Regions from separate parts of the Mus musculus genome. Here region 2 is linked to region 1. The links are chromatin contacts, called in public promoter capture Hi-C maps. All regions are on one chromosome and are shown on one strand. The core of a region is the stretch at or near the end of the contact, and the rest is flanking DNA. Distances in the headings are between cores, read along the strand shown. Region 1 holds the start of Ccdc186 (coiled-coil domain containing 186). Region 2 holds the start of Rab11fip2 (RAB11 family interacting protein 2 (class I)).

Region 1 (6,611 bases), core at 2,902-5,401:
GCCTACTACCAGTAAGCTACAAAAGGAGGAAACAGGAAACGTAGGGAAGAGCTGCAAGCCTGCCTCAAGTGCTGGTACAGACCAACCTCAGTCAGAGACACACACAGATACACACAGTAAGTGTGCTCACTGATTACGACATGCACTGCTATTCTGACTTTGTAATAACTGTTGCTTCTGAGGAAAAACACCTGTAATCACAAAATTCCTCCCAATCCCTCGCTGTCCCCATAGTCCTTCTGTCGCTGACACAGCAGTACAGGCCTGTGGCAGTGGGAACTGGGCGATCTGACTGCAGTGCAGCAGCTGCAGCCATCCAGCAAAAAGGCGCCATGCCAAGCACTATCCCAGAGCCTCTTGCATTCTTTAATGAACACACTCGGATTTCTAGAAAGTTATTCCACACAAAACTACATAACTGAAAACACTAACAGCTTTCAGTACTATTTCTGGTTTCCCATAATTAGTCTATAAGAACAAAACCGTAGGCTGGCTCACAAAACTATAAATAGAAACTGAATTCAATCTACAGATAATTGGTAACAAGTCATCAAATGAGCATCATGCAGAGGAACCAACTCAAAAATAAAGTCCCAAGTGTTCACCTGCCAAACATGCACAGGGCAGCTTTTCCATATGGACGCTGTTGTAGGCATTGGAACATGGTGCAAAATAAAACAGGCACCCTCAGGTGCAGGCCTCAGGTACAGTCTGACTAATACTGAGCCTGTTAAATCTTTGTTTTGCTGCTGTGAAATGCTGAGACCACAGATCAGAATCCTTCCCACTGTAGCAGTATAAAGCAAACCAACATTTCAGGATAAAGGCTTGGCTTTAAATCCAGTTGAATAATCTTAGTTCAAATATTTTTTATAATTTTTAGATTTTGCACCACTCCGCCGCCCCCCAATAATTCTAGCTGTAGACCCACCCTTCTCTAGTATGCATTGACATATGCAACCGAGGCTTGGGAGATCACTTATTTAAGTCAATAAAATGGTTTCCTGTCCTTTGTAAGAAAATATAAATACTTTAAGACAGTCTTTGCATATTTCCCAAGGGGTTTGAAAGTAGCATAACTAAAGTCACTTCCTTTCCTTTCCTATCAGCTCTAGCAAAATTCTGGCCCGTCATCTCAAGTCAAAAGTAAAAAATCAAAAAGCATCCAATCAGTATCTCCTCATAATCCCTAAATAGTAAATGCTGACACACTTTGCTAGATTAAGCTTTTAAACTAAAATAACAAAGCAGAGAAACAGAAGAGAAGCTGTGTAAGAAATACTAGTCAGTCACATTTCCCGGATGCAAAGAGCCGGGACTGGGGTTTCACAGAAGGCAAGCTTGCCTAGACCCAGTCTTACTTTAAGAGGAGAAAGCTAAGACTGTTGTTTCAAAGATCTCTAGAACTGGTTCTCCAAGAAGGAAGACTTCAGAGTCAGCATCAAGCCCAACTACAGTTTGAATGTACTAAGTTGCCTCAGCTCTCTAACGGTCACACAGACGGCACACAGCCCACAGCTGCTCCTGTCTTCTTGAGTTTCCCCTACTGTATCTTCAGTGAGACACTGGATAGCTGATATCTTGCAGCAGTAACACTCTCACCTCTGAAACAGGCAACCATGGTTTGGGTACTTTAGACTCTAAAATGGCTTTTAAAGTATTGAGGCATAACATTAATACAGAACTCTACCTTGAAGCGACTTGTACAGAATGTATCAACTGCAATAAAGTCTGAGAAAAACGTAAGTACTTTTATTTAACCGTTCTTTCAAAAAAATCTGAAAATGGGGCTGGAGAGATGGCTCAGCGGTTAAGAGCACTGACTGCTCTTGCAGAGATCCTGAGTTCAGTTCCCAGCAACCACATGGTGGCTCACAACCATCTATAATGGGATCTGATGCCCTCTTCTGGTGTGTCTGAAGACAGTGACAGTCTACTGATATATATATAAAATAAATCTTTAAAAAAAATATGAAAACCAAATATCAGAAAAATGAATTCAATTAAATAGAATTTCTACATTTACTAAAAGAGTTGTACTTATGCCTGAATTTGGTTAATTTGGTAAGATTTAAGTTTTATTAAAAACAACACCTATTTAGTACTTACTACATAAGCCTACAATGAATGACCAGCTCAAGCTTTAAGAAATACACTCATGACAGTTACCATTATCCTAGAGTTTGCTTCCACTACGCTCAAGACAGTTGGCAGTATCCTAGAGTTTGCTTCTGCTCTTGGTGTCTACTGCCCCTTTACCTAATAGTTTACTTCTTGGATGCAAACTCTCCATTAAGCAAGTTCAAATAAGTTTGAAATGGTGTAAGATTACAGGAGCATTTGTAGGTCTAAATTATCTATCCTGTTGCTGCTTTTAAAATAAATACTAAATAAAACTATTGTAAATGAAGTGATGTTTATGAGAAAAATCAAAACCTGACCTTAGTCATTTAAAGACAAAAAAAATAAAAGAAAAATTTTAGTTTTATTATTAAAAACAAACAAACAAACAAAGCAGAATTTGAAGTTGAATATTCTTTCTTTACAGTGAGTTGAATGACTTTTGTAAACCAGGGTAGATGCTGTCAAACGGAAAGACAGTTTTCTCAGTGAGGCTGCCTGGGCTCCCAACCATCACAGCTTCCTCAGAGAGCTGGGCTGAGTGTTCTGTTCATCACAGTCACTTTCAGGACTGAACACACTAAGGAATCAGCAGCAGCCATGCTGCCGCACTGCACAGCATCAAAGAATAAGTCTTTGGTTCCTGTGTGAAGGAACTAAAGGTTTATGAGTGCCCCTTCTTCTACCACTCAGGATTTCAGTCTGGAAAAAAAAAAAAAAATCAGACTGGGAAATGTCACCCTTACTCCATGGAACCTGTTCTCAATCAAACACCTTAAGTTTCTATTGTTTTAAATTAGAAAAGGCCTTCAAAAAAACTAAACACAGTCCCTGTGTCTTCTGGTAGCCTTCCAAAGTCATACTTACCTATTACCCTGTACAAAGGAGAAGGAAGGCCTTGGTGCAACAGTACAAGATTATGGCCTGCCCAAAATCTGCACATGGGAACATGGGAAGACCAAAAAGGAACCATAAAAGAAGTAGGCCAATCATTACTGTTGTTTCATTTGTGTAACCATTAATTAACGAAGAGCTAAAAAGTAGCTGCACACGGTGGACTTGATACACAAGACGCATCCGTTTCAGTATCACTTGTCTCTGGGTCCTTAATCTCCTTCACAATTAAGTGCACAAAGGCCACATCCACGCTAATAAACCTAACACTTAACAGACCGATTTTCCTTGGGATGGCTGGCTACACGTGCACTTTGAAACACTGTCATAACTGATTTGTTTCATCTTTTCCTCAGACAAGCACCCTGTGTACCACTTCAGAAGAAAGGAAAAGGCTGGGACATCAAAGGACCGTGCGTGACACTGGGTCTGAGACATCTTTTCTGGTTCGCTGTCATATTTTTTTACTGTAGTCTTTTCTGACTCTAACCCAGGTGTTCTGCGTACAAACCCGAGTCTCCTCTCTAAATAACAATCAAGATGTGAATATTGTAACAAGTTACGAATTGTTGGCAGCTGAGCCATCATTCTCCCCGCGCGCTGTTTCCCTGGGATTGCTACTTTGAGGATAGGTAGAAGGGGAGAGAGAAATCTGAAATGGTTTCCCTACCAAGGTGAAAATATATGAAAATACATCGGGATCTTTGGAAAAGCCGAACGCTGCGGACCGCGTCCCCGGAGATACCGCGCTGGTGCGGCGGGGGAGCGGCCGCGCCTCCGGGCACAGCCCCCCGAGGGCCCCGCCAGCCCCGTCACGTCCACGCGCGGAGTTGCGTACAGCCCGGGGCTACCACCCCGTCACGTCCACGCGCGCAGACCAGCGCTCCCCGAGCGCGCCCGTCCCGGACGCCCCTCGGCCACTCACCGTCCGTCGTCCAGCCCCGGGCCGCACCCTAGCGAGGCCGATGGAGCTCCGGCTCCAGGGCCGACGAACCCATGGCGGCGTGTAGCCGACGCGGAGTGGGTGAGGAAGTCACGCGCGGAGACCACTGCAGATCCCGGGCTCTCAGCGGAGGTTTTCCCCCAAAACCCCTGCGGAGCTGACACATCAACAAAGATGGCGGCGACGCCTAAGCCGGCGCGGCTACAGCTGAGGGGGCGGGGCTCCCTGAACGAGCCAATCAGCGCGGCGCGGACCGCGTGACGTTAAGCACCTGGAGGCGGGCGTGGTTTTCGAGGCGCCGCCTCCAGTCCTCGCGGTTTCTAGAGGCCCCGCCCAGCATCTCCGTGCCACCTCCACTTAAGCCCAAGGAGGCTGTAGCAGGCTGTTGTTGTCCGGTTGGGCCACTCTTTCCCTTTCCCGTCCCAAGCCGGTGCTTTCTATCGGAAGGAAGTTGCCATCTTTTTTTCTTCACCCTTTGGCCGGTCATCTAATGAGTCAGTGGCATAAAGTAATAAAAGAGAACTAGAGATTGTGGCTTCCCGGTTCTGATGGTGCAAACTTTGCGCTGCCTGTGGGTGAGCCAAGTCCGCAGGAGCAGCTGACTTGGGCATGCGAGCTTCATCTCTGGGAGAGAGCTCTGCAGGGTTTCCATAATAATAATTGACCTGGGATCTCCAAGTGGCACCGAGTGCCATTGTTTACTAGTAAGCTTGTTAGTGTGCTCCACGCAGAGGACCTAAGCCTGCCTGGGCTGCGTAACCCATCCGGTTGCATGGTTGCACGCAGGTTGTATATTATAGTGACTAAGCCCAGTTGGAGGAGGTAGGGAAGGTGAGCAGTTTTAGTCTGGAGGTTTTGCAAACCACCTCTGTCCGGAGAAAAGATGTGTTAAAGTTCTGGGCCGTGTAGACAGTTGTAAGTGAAAATAGTTAAGACTCGTCTTCAGTGGCAAGTTTGTAAATCCAAGCATATTACTGTTAAATTACTTTCATAATTGCTGAGGAGGAAAATCTTCAATGTGGTATATTACTAACCCTCTGTCTTTTTTTAATCAGAAAATGACAACTCCCTCCTCAAATTATGGTAATGTATTACAGTACGTTTTACAATTAAGGTGCGGTGGTGACTTGAATAGACTCATGTATTTGAATGCTTGGCCCATAGGAAGTGGCACTATTAGGAGGTGTAGCCTTGTTGGACAGGGTATGTCATTGTGGAGGAAGGCTTTGAGCTCTCATATAAATGCTTGAGCTACACCCAGTGTGAGACATATTCGGTCTCCTCCTTGCTGCCTTCCAATCAAGAGGTAGAGCTCTCTGCTCTTTGTCTCTAACCCTAACCCTCAACCCCCTGCACACTGCTGTGCGTCCCAGCGTGATAATAATGGACTAAACCTCTGAACCTGTAAAACCAGCCTTGATTAAATGTTGTCTTTTATAAGAGTTGCCTTGGTGTGAAGAGTGTCAATTCACAGAAATGAGACCCTAACTATGGGTTGAGCCGGGAGTAGTGGCTTACAATGGTTATCCAGGCATTTGGGAGGTGCAAGTAGGAACCACTTAGGGTTTAGCCTGCAGGAGACCCTTTTCCTAAATGCATACGTATATACATACATGCATGCATTCATACAGACATACATAGGTTTTCTTACTTTGAAAAGAATGGCTGGACTTTAAACATTCCTAGTAAGGTATGTTATCCCAAAAGGAGGGAAGACACACTGAGTTGTTTATCTGTTCATATTGTTAGAAGTAACATTAGCATTATTTCTGAAATGTACTTCAGAACTTATAACTGGTAAGAAAATGTATTAAGCATGTCTGGGAAACTAATTTTTTAAATCATAAGAGAGAAGAAATACAGGTGTAAAACCAAAGAGATGAGATGGAAACGCTGCAATCTGAAGTGGAAACGCTAAGGGTTCTTTGGAACGTGCTGGATGGTGTTCTGCTGGGGCAAACACATGAAGGAGTGTTCCGTTAAAGTGGACACAGGCATGAAAGGCTAAGTGAAGGAATGTTTCCCTGAAGCAGACACAGGAGAGGATGCTAAAGCAAAGGCTGGGGCCTGGCTGTCTCTGCTAGGTCGTGCCACCGCTGCTGATTTCCTGCTTGCTATCCTGACTCCACTGAACTGAACTGCTGGTGTGTCTGTGAAGTGTTTGCACGTGGATCGAGCTGCTGCTGTCTTTGAACTGTGAAGTGAACTGATGATTTCCTGACAACACAGATGGGAGTTGCTCCAAAGAACCTTTCTAAACAGGTCCACTCTCCCCCCACAACCCCCATATCCTTTCTTTTCCACTAACTCTGGTGGGTGGTGGGCTCCAAGGGAGGCTAAAGTGTTTAAGAGCCATCATTAAAAATCGGTTTTGAACAAGCTAAAGTTACAGCAATCCTACATTTGGATTTAGAAATATCACGATGAAATTGGAGATTTATTTTTTTCATGGAGAAGTCGGTGCTACAATATTTGCCTTAGCATGGGGGAAGGCCTGGAATTCAGTCCTGGGGGTGATGGGTGACTACTGAAAAGAATCCCAACAGCCTAACGCACACCCTTACTCTCCACATCTCTATTTTCCACCAAAGAGCCTGGACTGAAAAGTTACAAGGCGTGGCTACGAGTTTGGAGCAAGAAGTGTGTAAAATAG
Region 2 (6,499 bases), core at 2,464-4,963, 3.1 Mb after region 1:
ATACATTTGAATCAAAGTGTAAAAAATATTAATTTTCCTCCCCTCCCCCATAAAAACAACAACCAAAACAAAATCCTGCAAAGAACTCTGATAAACACACTGATTTATAGAGTAGCCTGACAAGTAACTTTAGCTGTTCTGTTTTGAAACCGATCTTAATGAGAACATCAAGAATCCTGAAATAGTGTTTGTTTTCCCAGGCTTCAAAGGGACAAATGAAGACACAGCACTTGGGAGTTGTTGGATTAATGCCGATTCCTTTCCACCTCTGGAGTGCTAGGCTGAAATGGTATATGGCTTCTGTTCAATTTTCAGTGGGCACAGGTCCATGTCCAAACTACCACACATGTGGGAATGATTCCCAAGCAATTGGTGCTGTGTGGTCAGAAATGGGACAAGCCTGGCAATAAGGAGGCCAGAGGCCAGGAGGCAGGTGCAATACACACGTGTGTGCGCACGCGCGCGCACACAGACACACAAACACATCTATATATGTGTGAGTCTCATCTAAGTCTAGATTCTCTATTATTAATTTTTGAGAGCATTGAAAGAAAAAGAACATCACCTATTTGGATTGTTAAAACAAAATCAATGGATATTACATAACAGCATCAATGATTTTCCCATTCTATTATTAAACACTGTGTTATTTGCTTAAATCTCATGCCAGAACCAACCCAGACATCTATTAAAGAAGGCTAATGCAAAAGTTCTCTTTGTGCTCAAAGGATTTGGCTTGGGGCCTCCCCAAACCCCTCCTTTAAAAAGAAATAATAAAATTATATATATTACACACACACACACACACACACACACATATATTCAAAGTAGAAAATAGGTTAAAATAATAGTTTTAAGCATGATACTTTTTGCCTCTTATGACACAACTTGATGTAAACACTTGTCGTTTTCACTGTCAAAAATACAAAGCTTCACACCCAGCAGTTTCGTAGGACATCTCAATCAGCTGGTAGCCTTCATCACTCATTCCACTTTTCCAAAAAACACTTGGGAATATGCTGACAAGGGCTAGCAATGCGCAGCATATTAAATACCTTTCTTTTAATACACTGGTGGCTCAAGTCTGTCTCTTACTGTGCCACATGTGCAGCTGGGTTGGAAAAAGGAAGCTATTAAATATATTAAAAATCTAGAAATATTACCAATAAAGATACCTCATCAAATACACAGTTCCCATTTAGTCACCCGCACAAAACAATAAGGGTTTAATAACATGAAAATCTCTTTGTGTGCAGTAACATCGCAAACCCTGTTGATAGCATTTCAAAGCATCTCCCTTCCAAAAGCTGTCCTTGATTTTATAGACAGACTACACTGTTAGAGTATTGTTCATGGTCTAGTTTATTGTAACTGCAAAGCTGCCAAAGGCGGAAATAAAACAAGAAATTTTTAAAGGGCTACTTCGTTCTCAGCATCTTTGGATCTACACTTGGGCCTACTTAAATTTGGGAATTTACGTTCGAGTGGTCTGCAGTATATTACCATTAATATTAAAAGCACTTTTTAAAGCACGGCAAAAAATTTTGAAACTGTAGATGCTCAAAACCTCACAGTCAAAACACTTTAAAGGGTATACACTAGATCATTTCATAGTGACAATTTGGGACAAATTATTTGGTTATTATTCATTTTTTCATTTTAAATCTGATGAAGAATCCCTCAGAAGAAATAACATGCTATTAAGTATCAGGAAATTTAAAAATCATTAAATATACAACTTAAACTTCTTCTCCTCCCCCCATCCTCATTGAATATTTACCTATTTTTTTTCTTCTTGCATTTCTAGTATTTTTTCTTACATACACTAAATCTTAGGTAAAGACTTTATTCAAAACAAAAACAATTCTTATTAAATGAAGTTTGCTGGCAGGTTTTACAAAGGAAATAAAGACAGATAAAAGATCACTATACTTGTAAGAAATTAATGTGAGCTTAAAGTTATCATTGCAAAAATAGTGCTCTAAAGGGTAGGTAGATGAACATGCATCAGGACTGGGTTTTGTTCTTTTTTTTTTTTAAGCTACTTGGGAAAAGTGCAGTCCTCTGATGAGTTCCCTCAGCCCTCTTTTCACAAACTCCAGCCATCTCAATGAGCCTTCAGGCCCATTACAAGCTCTGCGTGTAAGGTAAGCGTGTACAAGCATGTAAGCTAAAAGCAGGACAGCAGACCTACCTTTCCAAAGATGCTACTTGTTTCAACTTAGCACATAACATCCTAGTGTTGATTTGAATTTTGATTTCTTAAATTAAGTATATCTAACTTAGGCTAGAAAGTTCAATTTCAAAAGCCATGTTTTCATCGAAGAAGTCATTAAATCACTGCATCACAAGACTGTAATCACTGTCTCTGATCTTACACAACAGCTTTGCTGAACTAATTCTTCAGTAAACAATAGCTCCACTATACTGTAAATTCAAAGGGAAAATGTCAGTGGGCTCAAGACTGAAGATGTCTGTGCAGACTTCCAAAACTTTTGTTCTTTTAACAACTTTCTACCCTATCAAGAAGTACTGACCCTGAAAACTGGTGGAGCAAAAATAAGGCCAACTGTTTCCAATGCTGAAATAAAGAGTTCTAAACCTAGTAACTTATCTTTTGACACCCTTTACTAGTAATTTATTTTTTTAACAGTGCTCAACAAACATAGACCTAATGGTACGCATATATTTAATTTTCTGGTTTTCTAGTTCATGCTCTAGGCCTCTTATAAAAAGTATTAAAACCCAGTGCAAAATATTCCACTAAGAGCTCTTAACCTCACACAGAAATGAGAAAAAAAAATGGTTTACTAATCACTCCATTAAAAAAAAAATCAGAGTAAAGGCTATTTCCCTTCAAAGTCATGCAAAGAGAAGTGCTTAATACTGGATCCTATTTCAATCCCAAAGACCAATGCCTCAAATATACTATGTTCAAGAACAGTAAATCCATATATCTTTAAGTACCCAAAATTCAAAATAAATTATATAACTTACTCTGTTTTCCTTCTTTGTTTGTCCTCAAAGATGTCATTGAGATTGATTGCCACCTGCCCTAAAAACTTATCCAGTCCCACCAGGGACCTGTGCATCACTATAAGAAAAAGAATGTATTTCTCCGGACTACCCTGCATGAGCAACCCAGGCAGCTCAAAGGAGGCCTCCTCCTTCCAGACCGGCTCCAGGGTTTTCTCTGCTACAGATGTAGAATACTTCTCTTTGCCCAACTGAATTATGGTGTATGTGTCATTGGTACCACTTTTGCCTTTTGGCTTCAGATCTTTAGCTTGGAGCACTGTGACCTGCACGTGGGTTGGAAACCACTTTTGGGCTTGCTCAGACAGCATCATTCTGGGTTTTTTGTTTTGTTTTGTTTTTCGGTTTTGTTTTTTGTTGTTGTTGTTTTGTTTTCTCTGCGCAGAGTTCAGAAGCGCAGGCAGAGCCCCTCCCGCGGGGAGAGCCCCGTACCCTGATCACTGCATCCTTAAGAGCACTTCAGTGAGCTGGGCAGTCAGGGCTGCCGCGAGGTCCCTAAGGGCTGCTGTCAGGAGGACCGGTAGGGAGGCCGCCGCCGCTGCTGGGGTCCCTTTCTTCCGTAGAAGCACAGGGGCCCACATCACCTCCGCGCCTTCCGGGCCTCCGCGCGCAGCCCCGCGCCCCGCTTCGCCGCTATCCTGAAACCTGCGCCCCTAGGGCCCGGCCTCCGCCCCGCGCGGCCCGGCTCCTCCTCCGACCCGGCTGATACGAACCGTCGACGGCCGTGGGGCCTGGCTCCCTCCGCCCGCCCGCGCGGCCTCGCCTCGGCTCCTCCCCCCCAAGAGTGGCGCAGGCCTGGGCGAGCGGGGCGGAAGCGGCCGACCTGGACCGGTGTCGGAGGGACGCGGAGCGCGGGTGGCAAACCGAGGCCGGGCGGTGTCACCGGGTGAGGCCTGGCCAGCAACCCGCGGCTCCTAGCGCCCGGCGCGCGGCGGCCGCGCCACTTCCGGGTTGGCCGTCTCCATGTTGAGTGGGGCTGCGCGAGGGGCGGGGCCGGGCGGGGTTGGGGGTCAGCGCCTCCCTGGTTGCCTTGACGACGGGGCGCGCGGTGCGGGACGCGGAGGCTGGGATGCGCGCGCTGGACGGTGGGTGCTGAGGTTCCAACCTGTCGGTTGCAGCGGGCTGGGGAACTGTGAGCCCGCAGAGGCCGACAAGGGGTTCTGGGAGGCGGCACTGGGCCCTATACACCGCCCGCTATTGGGAGAGAACCGGTTTCCATCTTGGAAGGCAGAAATCTGTTCCAGCTGTGTGTTCAGTCCTAGCTGGGCGCTGGTGTCCTTTAATGGTGGTAGTTCTTCTTGAGTGACAGTTCAGACTTCGTCCAACCGTTCTCCATCGTCTTGAAGAGGAAACCTTCAACTGACTAAAGGGACCTCCTCCTGAGCACAGACCAAAAGCAAAGGATGCAGATAGATTCCAAAGCTTAATAAAGATTCTCTTGCTTAATAAAGATTCCCTTGCTTAATAAAGATCATAGACGCTTTGGGATGGCGTCAGAAGACCAGGCCCCCATGCCTGCCACCATAATTCTACGGAACTATTTAGTCTTTTTTCCCCCTTTCTAAGTTGTGTGTATGGCGTCCAAGTCAAAAGCATTCCCTGAGCGCTCACTGTCAAGTCCTCCAGGAATCCAAACCCCAACTTCATGGCCAGAGAGGACAGGAGTACTGTCTCTGCTTTTCAGTCTCAGGAGATGCATACTACCTCTGTTGACTTTATTTCTGTCCATGTCTGCCTAGGAAAATTCTGAAGCTCTTTGGACTGCACTTCCTGGCAGCACATCCAACCTGCGGCCAACAATAGCTATGAATGAGGCCAAACCCAACCTTAAATGCTATGAGAGTATTTAACTGCATTGTGCTTTTCTTCAGGGAGAACTTTGCAGACAGACAACAGCTCTCCAAGCAATGTCAAAAGATTAGACATCCCTGAAGGACTTTAGAGAACTAAGCATTAAACAGACATGCTAACCAATCTGTTGACTGACTAAATGCTTTTCTCCCTTTATGGGACTAATTTTGAGAATAAATATGATAGATAGGAATGTGCTTTATCCAACTTAAAATGGTCATAAACTGTAAGGTATTGGGTTTATTATTATCGGGCAAGTTTTAGAACTTCTGTTATACAAGCTGAGTTTCCATCCCGGGGAGAGCTGAGTTTCCATCCCGGGGAGACAGTGTTTGAAAAGGCCATGTGTGCAAAGCAGAACAAAATCATCTCACTGTGCACATAGCATCTGGATCCCAGAGCGGGCAGTTGTCAACTCTAAAGAAAAAATATTTTCAGGGATTTGTAAAGAGTACATTGGAGCAGTCAGTGGTGGAATTTCACCAGCATCTCTAGAGAGAAATAATATGACACCTGAAACTTGTAGAGAAACAAAATAAGTGTTTTGACATCCAATTTAAGCCTAGTTTTATAAACTGCATTTCAAAGGTTTCACATTTCTATTAGAGGTTGTAATTAAACAATAGGCAATTATAATAATGGATTGTGTTTTTAAAGCACTTACAGTGTTTGCTAAGCTTTATTAATGGTTATAAACTTGTTTACAAGTATCATTCCCCTCATTGTTGAAATGCAGCCATTTCTAGGGTGGAAGTTGGCTACAGCAGTCCACAGCAACGCAATAACAGGCTCCAACACAATGCAGAAAATGCTCTAAATTCAAGCACTGACAATTGATATTGTCCTCTCTTTTATCACACCTACATTTGAGTTTTTTCAAAACTTAGCTAGAGCCAAAATTGTTTAATATTGCTGAGTAGCAAGATAGGAATTCGTGACATAATAGTTTTAAGTCTGAATAAGAAAATAGCATCTTTTTGCTCATGGGAACCAAATGAACACACAAACCATAAGAGCCAAAGAAAGTCTAGAATTGCATTATAAAAAAGAAGCAATTTCCTAGAGTGATTCCTTTTTATTGCATCACTACATTCAGAATATAAAAGCATGTCGGCTAAGCCAAGAATATGATTGGCTCATATGAAAAAATAATATTTATATAAGACCTGAGATCAAAGTGCTCTACTAAAGTGTTCAGGTTTTTGTAAGTTTTAAAAATGATTTTTACCACTTTTAAAGTGTATGTGTAGTTATTTTTAAAGTTGGGAAGATCATATGAGTGAATACAGAAAACCCCAAAATGGAAGACAGCTACTTATTTTTAAATTTCTTTTTCTTTTTTGTTATTAGTAATGATATGTCCAGAAATCTTTAATGCAATTCTAAAAACAAGGCAGTGGGGGTAAAGGACATATTTTAGAGGAGGAAAAGGTTGAGAATTCTGATTTTATATTGTAAACACTTGATTCGGTGAGAAAAATTTGACCAGAAAGTTAAAGTGATCACAATTGTCCACCACATGCACAGCTCACAAGATTCCATGGATGAAAACAGCAGGTACTGCGCCTTTCAAGACAGCTCCACAAGGGAGTTTATTCCTAGCACGTTGGAA

What was found. Promoter capture Hi-C pulls out the DNA fragments that hold promoters and counts their contacts.
Region 2: a contact with region 1 is called in a promoter capture Hi-C map of pre-B cells, with 2.2 times the contacts expected there. The contact joins the promoter of Rab11fip2 here to the promoter of Ccdc186 in region 1. A contact is called at or near these places in 2 of 39 promoter capture datasets (liver and pre-B cells).

What each region holds. Positions count from the first base shown.
Region 1 is chr19:56,818,048-56,824,658 of GRCm38.p6, forward strand. It overlaps Ccdc186 (coiled-coil domain containing 186), which reads right to left and starts at 4,152. Exons shown (of 16, transcript NM_170757.2): 1 at 3,941-4,152.
Region 2 is chr19:59,939,651-59,946,149 of GRCm38.p6, forward strand. It overlaps Rab11fip2 (RAB11 family interacting protein 2 (class I)), which reads right to left and starts at 3,714. Exons shown (of 6, transcript NM_001033172.3): 1 at 2,998-3,714. The coding sequence starts at 3,350.